Regions from separate parts of the Rattus norvegicus genome. Here region 2 is linked to region 1. The links are chromatin contacts, called in public Hi-C maps. All regions are on one chromosome and are shown on one strand. The core of a region is the stretch at or near the end of the contact, and the rest is flanking DNA. Distances in the headings are between cores, read along the strand shown.

Evidence for each region. Hi-C and Micro-C count contacts between places; a contact is called where the count stands out from the background.
Region 2: a Hi-C map of liver shows a contact between it and region 1, with 1.6 times the contacts expected there. The contact joins two enhancer-like sites. A contact is called at or near these places in 8 of 12 Hi-C or Micro-C datasets (the A7r5 cell line, Schwann cells, hepatocytes and 4 more).

Annotation. Positions count from the first base shown.
Region 1 is chr4:10,833,579-10,839,428 of GRCr8, reverse strand. The region is part of intron 3 of Prkag2 (protein kinase AMP-activated non-catalytic subunit gamma 2); the gene reads right to left. Among named protein-coding and RNA genes, the nearest start is that of Prkag2, 92 kb to the right of the region's middle. Within about 2 kb of position 2,713, at least 40 of the 93 cell types and tissues checked have an H3K27ac peak or open chromatin away from gene starts, as enhancers often do. A contact at or near this core is called in liver, where this site is marked.
Region 2 is chr4:10,873,745-10,879,594 of GRCr8, reverse strand. The region is part of intron 3 of Prkag2 (protein kinase AMP-activated non-catalytic subunit gamma 2); the gene reads right to left. Among named protein-coding and RNA genes, the nearest start is that of Prkag2, 130 kb to the right of the region's middle. Within about 2 kb of position 2,649, at least 7 of the 93 cell types and tissues checked have an H3K27ac peak or open chromatin away from gene starts, as enhancers often do. A contact at or near this core is called in liver, where this site is marked.

The DNA.
Region 1 (5,850 bases), core at 1,464-3,963:
AAGGGTTTCATCAAGAAAGTAAAGGCGACGCACAGAGGAGAAAATAAATATTTGCAAGATATTCACTCTTTGGAATTCCCACAAACCAGGCAGAAAAAAGACAACACAGTTTAAAACAGGCAGGAGGGGCTGGAGATGGCTCAGTGGTTAAGAACGCTAGCTGCTCTTTCAGAGGTCCTGAGTTCTGTTCCCAGCATCACCCCAGGTGGCTCATGACTCCCTCTAACTGCAGTTTGGGGGAATCCGAAGCCCTTTTCTGGCCTTGCATACATGTGGCACGTATAAACACAAACTGTCCCCCTCCCCTTCCCCTCTCTCAATGAATCTTGAATGGGAAAAGGGGAGGAAGCTTCATCAGACACTTCCCCCAAAGAAGAGCAACAGGGCCACACACATGCTTGAGAAAATACTCATGGGCAGCACAAATCCTAACCACAAGTGTGAACAGCTTCTATTGACAGAGATGGAGAAGACAGAGCCGTAACACTCCCGAGAATGTGGAAATACCACTTCTGTCATGGAAACAATTTGGTTTGGCCCTTCCTCAGCAAGTTACGTTAAATATGAGAGTCCTGTGTAACCTACTCCTGGCTATCGACCCGAAAGAACTGAAGGCAGAGATTAGAGCAGCCTGCACACAAATGTTCACAGAGCACTAGTCACAAAACTAGTCCAAGGGGGAAAAACAGCCTCAACCTTCATCGCCGGATGAGTGGGTGAAAAAATGTGGTATATCTATGCAGGGGAATATTATTCAACCAGGAAAAGCATGAAGTCATGGAAAATGTGTGCAATTTCCAAATGAAAGGTAAAGTATGAGGAGCCGGTTGCATTATGATTCCATTTTTATAAAAACCCCCGGACAGGCAAAGCCAGAGACAAAAGGAGATTGAACTTGCCAGATTCTGGGAGTAGAGGGATGGAGAGTGGATGAGGTTTGGGGTAATTACTGGGTCATCAGTGTTCCCTGGGGGTTTATTGCTGCGATACCATTGGGAAGTGGGGGCTGAGGTCACTGGTGGTGTGCCCTTGAAGGGAACATGGAGACCCAGGTCTTCTCTGCTTCCTTCCTGAACATCATGGAGTGAGAAGTCTCCACCATCACGTGCCCAGCACATCCTCTCCAGAAACTGTCTGGTCCTTCCTCAGCAAGTTCACTTTAAAGTCACTATGTGTGTCGCCACAGGCCTGAAGCAGCCACAGACAGGCACCTCTGCAATCATTGACCAAAGGAAGCCTTGTCTCCTTAGTTACCCACGCCAGGCGCTCTGTCACGGCAACACTGGTGAGACAGCCCTCAGACTGAGGGCTGACTACAGTGCTGGGAATGCACTTCGTGTCCTCTACTGTGTACTCTAAAACTGCAGAGGCACTGTGTTACACAAAGGTAGGTTAAATCCACACATTCTGGGAGAAACAAGTCTAAGTTCTCCTGTATCTGTATTTCTCACAGCGGTAAATGCGTTTGTGCTAGATGTTGGCCTCTATTTCTTTGACTATCTTATTTCGATAGTCTACTTTTCGCCATCATGTAGCGTCTTGCTGTGGAGACAGACCATCATTGTTCGACTCCTCCCCCATTCACAAGGATTGAATTGTCTGCAATCGATCTGTTGAGAGGCCCTAGAAGCAATGGCACCCCAGCGGCAGGCAGCATTGGCAGGGCCACGGTCTTCTTCCTAAGTGTTGTTTACCACCATCAGTAATGAAGTGGCTAACGCTGTTATGCCACCAGACAGTCACGAGATGGCCAAAACATTACTTGGAGAAGAGACTCAGTCCAGGGCAGGAAGTGTGTAAGATAAGGCAACAATTCTAGCAGTGTTTACAATATTGTGGGGACAGTCAAAAGACCCAGGAGCCATGTGATGGGGCTCCAGCTGGACAAGTCTCAGACAGTGTGAGCATCAGAATAGGCTAATGGAGCATTTTAACTCATTTCCTAAAAAGCCAATCTCCAAGTCCAGACATACACGCATACACATAAAAACATGCATACATACAAGCATACATGAGCACATATGTACACATGCATATACACACCGGCACCCATTCATGCATGCACATGCATACACATACACATGTTTGTACATACATGGGTACCACATATACATATATACATAACACATATATCCATGCATGCATACGTGTATATAAGCATGCACACACACATATATTCACATGCATACGCACACAGACACACATGTATGCGTGCACATATACACATATATTCACACAGGAAAGATGGTAGATCTTTTCCTGAGAAAGACTCCCTTTCCAACCAGCTCATGTGGAATTAGTGATGAATTAGAATATTACTCTTTGGCGGCCATCACAGCCATAATTCAGGCAAGAGACACTGATGGCCGCTAAAAGTAACAGGTGAAAGTTGTATGAGAATGAGGCTGTTTACATAACATTCTAAGTGCACCCTCCCCCCAGAACGCTGACTCATCACATCGAGAAACCAACCCTTTATTAAAAGGAGAGAGAGCCTCACTGTGGACAGCCCCAGCCCCACATCAGGGATCCTATGACCAGGAAGGTGCTGGAACAGCCACCGGCTGCCTGCTGTGAGGCCCTAGCTCAAGCAAGCAGCCTGTGGCTTGCCTGCCAACAGCTAACCCAGCATCTGATCATGAGGAAGTGCTGGGCACACCCAGGGTGAGGGCAGCCACACAATAGCTGGCCTGTGGCCTGGACACACTGGGCAAGCGCTGAGGTAATGGAAGCTGTGGGAAGCCGTGGGACAGAAGAGAAACGGCCACAGACTGGGTCATGTCTGGGGTGCTTCCAAAAAGCATGTCATTAAGACAACTTGCTGAATGCGAACAGAGCCTGAAGTGGGGCTAATCACTCTGTGTTGACATTAGTTTCTGGACTTGATAGTGACACTGTGGCGATCCACCTTGTTTTCACAAAGCCAGCGGGGTTAGGCAGCAGTTCTCAACCTGTGGGTGCTGACCCCTTTGGGGTCGTACATCAGACATCCTGAATATCAGATATTTATGTTATCATTCATAACAGTAGCACAATGGCATTTATGAAGGAGCAACAAAAAGAATTTTGTGGTTGGGGTCACCGCAGCATTACGAAGGTTGAGAACCACTGGATTAGGGGGTGTTGTATCTGTAATTTACTCTCAATCATTGGGAGTCTACACGGACAAGCAGTACATGAGTGGAGGTGGGGGTGGGAGTGGGGGTAGACGGACAGATGGACAGCTATCAGAGCTAAGAAAACTTGGAGAGATGTTAGTTTTGTGAGTTGAGTGAAGAGCACCAAGAGAGCCCTTTAGATTGTCTGACAGTGTTTTAATGTGCATGTAGTATGTATATGTGTGTGTGTTGTGTGTATGTGTGAACACACACGTGTGCTTCGTGTGGGGGTGCATGTACACATGCATGAGGAGGCCAGAAGTGGATGTCAGGGGTCTTCCTCTACCCACCCTATTATTACCTTTTGTGAGAGTTTGAAGTTGTCAAAATGGAATGCTACTTTTAAAAAGGAAGTGAAAGAGACTAGGGGCATGGCATGCTTGTGTAACGTGCATAGAGCCTGGGCCTCAACCCCCAGCACCATGTACAGCATCATCTATAGTCCAGTACTCGGGAGATGGAGGTAGAAGGCCTCCATCGGAAGTTCAAGGCCGTCCTCAGCTCTGAAGTGGAGGGTTGCGTAACAACCTTGCTTCAAAATGGGGGGTGGGGACTTTAGCAGTAACGAGGTGAGGACAAAGACACTATAATTGTAATTGTCTCCAGGGCAGCTGGAGTGTACCTCAGGCAGGCTGTGTAGGACTGGAAGACTCTCAGGATTCATTCCCAACACCCACACAGCCCAGTCTGGGCTGGCAGGGACAGAGCGCCTTCTCAGGACAGGTGCGTGGTGGCCACCAGAGGGCGCCTTCCCAGAAGTGCATTAGGTGCCAGGCCACATAGCTGTGCCATTTGATGGCTGCACTTTTCAGGAAACCCGGATGCCACACATACTTTCCCTTTCTTTGTGGACAGGCCGGATGAGTCACGTTTTTCAGAAGGCTGCAGACCTGCCAGCTGCCGGGATCTGGAAAGCTCCTGCTGTAGCCAGTGAGCACAGGGCCCAGGGAGGCTGGCTGGCCCAGGGTGGATGAGCTGTGGCCTCTGAAGAGGGAGCTGTGTCTGGAGTATGGGCCAGCCAGAGTAAATCTTGTTTTGTTGGGCATTGAGCAAACTCATGTTAAGCTAAATTCTGGCGTCTGAAGACACACTCAGATGGTTGGTCCAAGCCCCCTGAACAGTGTACACACGTTTCCTGTTTGCATAACCCCGTGTACCCGCCTGCAGGCCTGCCCATTCCCAGGTGGCACATGCAGCCTCCTCCCCTCACTCATCCAATCCCGACCCGTGTTTAAGCCTTGGCTCAATCTGTCTTACTGTCCCCTCTTCCTGTGTACACACTGGCATTGAGTCACTGGATCTGAGACCTCATGAAGCAGCCCTGTGGCTGCTGGGAGGGTCCTTCTAGAAGCAGCCAAGAAGGCTACAGGAGGAGAGGTGGCCTGCCTCCCAGTTAGTGGTGGCATGACACATTCTGTTCACTGCATGCTGACTTCTTGGAGAAGCACCACATTCCCCCCAAAGACGTCTCCATGAAGGGAAGAAGTGTGCCAGGGTCCCCTCCTATCATCCTGTCACAAGCTTCCTCCCCCAGGTTCTTTCTCTGGTAATACTTCAGGGAGGCTAGTGATGCCCATTCTCTGTCTCTCCAGCATCTAAACCAATGCCCAGGCCCCATGGAGTCCTCTGAAAGCTAACAGCGAAAGTGCACCATCCAAGACCCACAGAGATGTCCCAGGTACACACCAAACACATGGCACGGAAGGAAGCATGCCAGGCGTGCCCGAGACTTGGGCTTCTGTCAGTGAAGGGTGGGTGTGCAATTCTCCATTACCGACGGACTGCTGCTCCTGTCTCAGGTGCTGGGAGGAACTCAATGGATCTATCACCGAGACCCAGTAACATGGCCCCCATGACGTGGCCCTGCGGCCATTTGATGCCCTCTATATACCGTGTGTTCTCTCATCTACTCCTTGCTCTTCTGTTTCCCAGAGGGGGTGGGGCTTTGTTTCTAACCTCTGGGTCAACTCCCAGGTTCCTGTGGCTATATCTCAGCTTTTTTTACCTCACGGCCGTAAGGCCACATGACTGTAGCCATCTAAGTCTGGACTGAGCCCGTCTGTTCTCAGTACACACCAGTTCCACTTTCCCTTGGGACCCTGACTGGCAGGAGGTGAGAAAGGAAGGTGTTTTTAGGAGGTGCCAGAGGGCAGTCTGCAGAGCTACCAGCCATGCTGCTAGACCTCGGGGCTGGAGGAGCAAACTCCTCCAGTTTAGACCTAGCCCTTTGGTTCCTGCTCTGCACTTGTGGACAATGGCCCATTGATCCACATAGGCTGCCCCACTGCCCCGGGGTTTGTTCTGCAGGGCAAGCCGGGGCAGGGCCGCCTCAGCCCAGGGGAAGCCCTTGGCATGTAAATTGTAGACTTGGAGACTCCAAATTGAAGCCTTGAAAGCTGGGGTGCATTCTTCCCTGCGCTGCACAAAACCTTCAGCATTTTATGGGAAAACAGACTTTTATTTGAAAAATAAACTCCCAGTTGCTGTGTTATAAAAGAAGGGCTGTCTGGGAACCAATGCCCCAGTGGTGTGAAAGGGGCCAAAGTCTTAAGTTAAATAAACTCCTCGGCAAGCTCATTTGAATTTCAAAGGTAAAGATCCACACTCAGCAAGGGGGGAACTTCAGTCTTTCTACCTAGGACGACACAGGACCCTCAGGGTCCCGGCAGGACTGGAACATCTAACCACACAC
Region 2 (5,850 bases), core at 1,400-3,899, 40 kb before region 1:
TGTATTGGGTTGGGCATGTGCGTGTGTGTGTGCGAGTGCGTGTGTGTACGTGTGCGTGTGTGTGTGCGCATGCTTGTGTGTGTAGGCCAGAGGTCTTGGGTATCTTCCTTGATTAGTCTCCACTTTATTTTCAAGGCATGGCCTTTCTCTGAACTGATTTAGCTACACAGGCTGGCTACACAGAGAACCTCAGGGAACCCACGGACCCCAACTTCCTGTGCTGAGACTCCTGGTCCATGCTATGCCTGACTTTTTAAAGTGTGTACTGGGGGTGAAATCAAGCCCTCAAGCTTTACCGACGGAGCCATCTTCCCAGCCCCCATTTTACGCTCTTCATATCCTTGGTCCTCGTTCTTCAAAAGACAAAGAAACCTTCCATGTCGGAGAGAAAAGAAAACCAAAAGGGATGTACCGACTTTTGTCCTTGACACGAGAAGCATAAGACCTGGCCAATCAGCACAGATTCCTCGTCAGTATCCACAGGACATGAGCTGGAAGGCAGCTCCACACTGAACCCAAGAACCTGATCTGGACAGCGAGGCCCCTCCTGAGCCATGCCAGGTGGCTCCCATCTTATCTCTCGTGATGCTCACCTCCCCTGTCTGTCTGCCAGGAAGCCTGTGAGCTCACTGCCACGGCCACACTCTGCTCGGGCACATGGGACCTTGAAGTTTAATACTCACTTAATAATTCATTTCTACTCCTAACTGGCCTGCCTGGTTGGGCCTCTGTGGGAGAGGATGCGCGTAGTCTGGATGTCCCAGGGTGGGGTGGTACCTCAGAGAAGGGGGAGAAGTAAATGGGGGGAAGGATTTGTAAGGGTGGGACTGGGAGGACAGAGTGGGGGCATGATCAGGGTGTCAAATGAATAAAGAAACAAGTTGATTTTTAAACAGTATAAAATAACCATCCCTAGGGATGAAACATTCACCTACAGACCCAAGAACCCCAAGTTTAAGTGACCTGGAGAGAGCCCCATGTCACATGATTAGGTGATAGGTAACAGGTATTAGGTGATTAGTAATAGGACCTTATCATGACAACACCAGAGTAAAGTCCTGGGCACACAGCCCCCAAAGGAAGCAAAGTTTTGCTTTCGAGAGCGGGTGGAACAAGGAGGGGGAAGTTAAAAGTCCACTGGATCAGGTGTCCTTTGCATGCCCGTGAGAGATAAGCCTGCTCCCCTTTGAGAGACACCAAAGAAGCGCTGGCTTGTAAGCCTGGAAGCATCTACAGTATAAAAGGAAGTGAGCCCAGACCCTTCGGTGCCACAGTTGTGTCTGGGGGGCATCCTCACGCAGACCATCCCTGCACCCCACAGAGGTCAACCCTCTCCTTAACATGCACAGTACCTGCTGCCTCCCTTCCAGCCTCAGACTGCCTGCTGGCTGCGTGCTCTCATGGCGACTCACTCACCAATGAGTGTCAGGAATGGAGGAAGGGGGAGCAGACCCCTGCCATGTGCAGGGAGCGTCCACAAGCCCCGAGGGAAGAAGTGAGAAGGTTGTACCAAGTGGGTGCATCCGCAGAGAAGCGCACAGGCGCCTCCATTCGGGCATAAGCAGCCATGACTCTAATGCTGTGTGTGCCTCTTACGTGTGTCCTCTCTAGGCAAGGAGCCATGTGCTCTTCAACATCTGTGCTGTCTCTCTCTCAGAAACTGCAAACCTCCCGTCCCCTCAGGGCGCCCCACTGTGGGAACTAACACATGTATTGTTTCTACTGACGATGGGCGTTTCTACTTGGGCTACTGTGAATGATGCTGGAGGGCTCTTATGTGCGTGCCAGAATTTCTGCCTGTTCTTGCTTTATTTACTCAACACAAAAGACATTACAGGGAGGGGAGGACAGGGGAAAGGGCTATCTGGGCATTTGTGCCATGGTGTGTGGGACCTACACAGTTATCATCATGCACTCATGCCTGCTAGGTGTTTAGGATCCTCGGGGGAAGCAGGATGAGGGAAGCTTGTAAGTAGATTTTGAATCTAAGCGAGACAACTTCAAAGCAAAGTGAACAGAATCAATAGTCAAGTGCAGATGCTTGTCTGTCTGTCCATCTCTCTCTCTCTCTCTCTCTCTCTCTCTCTCTCTCACACACACACACACACACACACACACACACACACACCCCGAATCATCAGCCAAACCGCACACACCTGTCATGACTGTCAGGCTGAGGACTTTGCAACACTCTGAGAAAAAGTCAATGGCATCAGGCTAAGCTTCCCCTGTACAGAATGGGGCTGCTGGTGCCCAGAATCAATCACCCGAGGAATCCAAGTGATTAAGCCCTGAGTAGGAAACCCTTCGGCTATCAGAGCTGCAAGCCAATAAGAGATAACCCTGTTTCCTTTTGAGGAACACAAAAGAAACGAAGGGTTGTAAGCTTGTTACACACACACACACACACACACACACACACACACACACACACACACACACACAGTCTTAGACATCTACGAGAACTGCAAGTTAAGCCTGCTGGGAAAGTTGTTTGGAGAGCGCTAACTGCTAGGCAGGATTATCCCTGTAGGTTGAACACATCCACATGTGCCCACAAACATCTGGCCAGCGCTAAACTGACCTTTGGAAAGCCAACGGTGACAGGCAGAATAGGACTACCTGCCTTCCTCCTGAGTCCAGGCCTGGAGCTGAGCTCAGCACATTCCTGCCAGAAGACAGTGTGAGCGTATGTACGCATGCATGCGAGACAGCCTGTGTCATCACTGTGGTGGGGCGTCTGCCGGGGAGGGCCTTCGGGAGGCTGTGAGGACCCTACGCTGGCTCCACGCGACTCTGACCTGGCAGGCCAGCTCTCAATTTTTTTTTTTTTTTGACTGAGGGGTCTTGGTGTGGCTGTGCTTGTGCGAGCAGCTGTGACGATGGTGGATGAGGGGAATGTGACTTGAGAGTGAAAGAGATGAGACAGTTGTGGGTAGATGCTTGTTTAAAGGTCCAGAGACAAACATTCTGCCTGCCTGGGCTCTGCCCACTGTGGGCCTCCTAGAGGAGCATTCTGGGTCTGAGTGAACGGTTAGGTTTCCTCTGGGCTCAGGTCCTGGGGGTCCTAATCATGAAGGTGGACCAGGCTTTTCTCTCTGGTCACACTCAGGAGCAGGGAGGGCTGGCTTCTGAGCCCCACCCCTGGTGCCCCGTCACCAGCTGCCTGGATGGACGGACGCCCCTGTGTACCAGTGACAAGCCTCCACCCCTCTAGCTCCCCAGGTCAGTGTTCAGAGTGAAAGGGGAGAAGGTGGGGAGGGGTGGAGTGGAGCTGTGCTCATACGGCAGGGGGAGGGGCTGCCGGCGCGAGACTCAGTTCAGCAGATGTCATCCAGGGACTTGCCCTAGGCCACACAGCTGGCGTCTAAGTTTCCTTCAGCCCTGGAGTCTGGCTTAGCATCTTCAGCCTCCTCCCTGACCTTTGCCCTCAAACGTGGAAGAAGTGATGAAAGATTTCAAGCAAGGCTGCAGAGAAACCTGCTTAGTTCCAGAACTCAGCAAACTGGTTCTGGTCTTACCCTAGCTTAACCTGTCAGGTTCTCCAGAAGAACTGATCATGAAAGGATCGGAGCTCTCTCCATCAGGGCCAGCAACTCAACATGGAGACGGTCCCAGGAAACCCAGCTCTACTATGGGTAGAATGGAGCTGCAATCATCTGGACCTGCTGAGCTTCCAGAGGATGCTTGCTTGATCCACAATTTATGGCGCTAATAGATTCCCAACTGAGACCTTTCTTTTCTCCTTAGAGAAGGAATTCGGGGCCCCTGTGGGCTGCCTCTGGGTTGGGCAGTCCTAGCCAGAGCTCCACTGGATGTTCTCAGGTTACTGCTTCCTCCTCTCAACCCTGTTCCTGAGGTCCTCATCCCCTTGGAGCTAGCTGTCTTGATAGGAAGTGAGAGGAAATGGTTGTTGTAATACATGTCCTTAAGGTGTCCAACCATGAGACAGGATTGTCTTTCTTTGATTCAGTCCCACACCAGCCTCAAAGGGACCTTAAGGCATCTGCAGCACGAGGCTGCACAGACAGGAACTTCATTAGGGGCAGCCTGGAGTCTCTTGGAGGAGTCTTAAGCATCAGCAGCCTGAGGTCTTCACACTGACAGGGCCTTTGCTGGGCTCATGTGACTAAGCCCAAGTCTCTGCTCTGAGTCATCTAACTCAAGGTCAAACTGTGTGGGTCAGACAACCACTTTCTGCAAGAGAACTCCAGGTTGTGGTCTCTTCATTCGTCACTAGTCAGAGACCCCAGAAGGCCCACCCTGGTGTGTCACCACTGTGGAGTTATATGAGCAGTGTCACTGGGCGGCCACCGATATGGTGCTACAGCTGGGACCGGCATTCTTATTCTGCCTTCCACCTGCATTTCAGCTCCTCAAAGGGCTTCCCAGCTCAGGGCCGCCCCCTCTCCCTCCGTGCGTGAGCTTCCCTTTATCTCAGCGGGCATTCCACAAGCAATGCAGTTCTCTGTGTTGAAGCAAGCACACTGTCTGATGCCATCACCCAACCACAGTCCTTCAGTGTCACTGACGGGGTCACCATGACCTGTGCTGGTCCTTGATTCTCACTCTCACTGTGGCATCAGATCAATAATCAAGTTAAACAAGGTGAGCTGGGGGGCTGGGCCCGGCTGGTCGGAACTCAGAGCAGCCATGCTGCAGGAAGGCCAAGTCCCTAAGGTGGCCACAGTGGCTAGTGCCAGCAGAGTCGGAAGCCGGCTCCGTGATGAAGATCAGAAAGGCTGACAGCACTTGTGTGGGCGCTGACTGGAAACTCCTGAGAGGCTCAAGAAAGCAGAGAGTGCGTGCAGGAGTCCATTCCGCCGTGAAAGAGACAGCAAACGAGGAAGCGGAGGCTTCTCTGAGGCCATCTGGGAGCACGAGGCTGAGCAGAATACACACCTAAGAGCTGTCAGGCCCTAAATCTCAAACCACTTCTCCCCTGCAGCTCTCCTCAGAGCCAGGTGCTGCCAGAGACGTAAAGAACACCATCTTATTCTTGCAGGATCTGATTCAATAAAGTCAGAGTTTTGGTTAATAGCTTTCTGCCCTCAGCAAAACCTGTCCAGTGAGACATTTATTGTCCCCTGAAGCCCAGATGCTCTTGCCACAGACCAGAGTAGAAGAAGTAGGGTGGCAACGGTATACGTGCCCATGTCTCCTGAGGAACAGCCATGTGGCCCCACAACACAGGAACGAATTGCTTATGCTGGGTTTTGAGGAATTCAGCCAGTCGAGTAAAGGGCAGGGCTTGGCTAGCAGGTCTTCATGTAACCCTGGCATCCACCTTCATTTAGAAGTGCTTTCTCTATACAGCTGGTCCTGCTGGGGCCCAGCTACTGAGAAGATATCACCCATGCTAAGCCTATGGCCCAGGTGACACCGTAGTGACTGGAGTCTAATGAGACAGACACCATGCCTGGTGAATTACACAGGGAACTGAACACAGAAAAGTCACCCCTGCCTCCTCACATACATACACACACATGTGCACTGCATACATACGAACACTCGCCCTCCCCACCACTGCCACCACCATGCTGGGCAAGGACAAGATGACAAGTCCCTAGTAGTGCGGGCTGCTTGTAAGTTCCATGTAAGCAGCCTCTAACCTTCTTGGTCACACACTCTGTGCAGTGACTCTGACACAGGGAAGCTCAGGTACTGGACACACAGGCCTCACAGACCAGATCCATGCTGTTCACTTCCCATCAGCCTCAGCACCGCGTTCCTATCACCTCTGTCCTCGACAGGGACCTGGGGTCTTCCGTGGTTGGCTGTCACAGCTGTGCTCCCAGCTCAGGGGCTTTGTACTGAATGCTTTTCATTCCCCAAATATCTCCACCATCT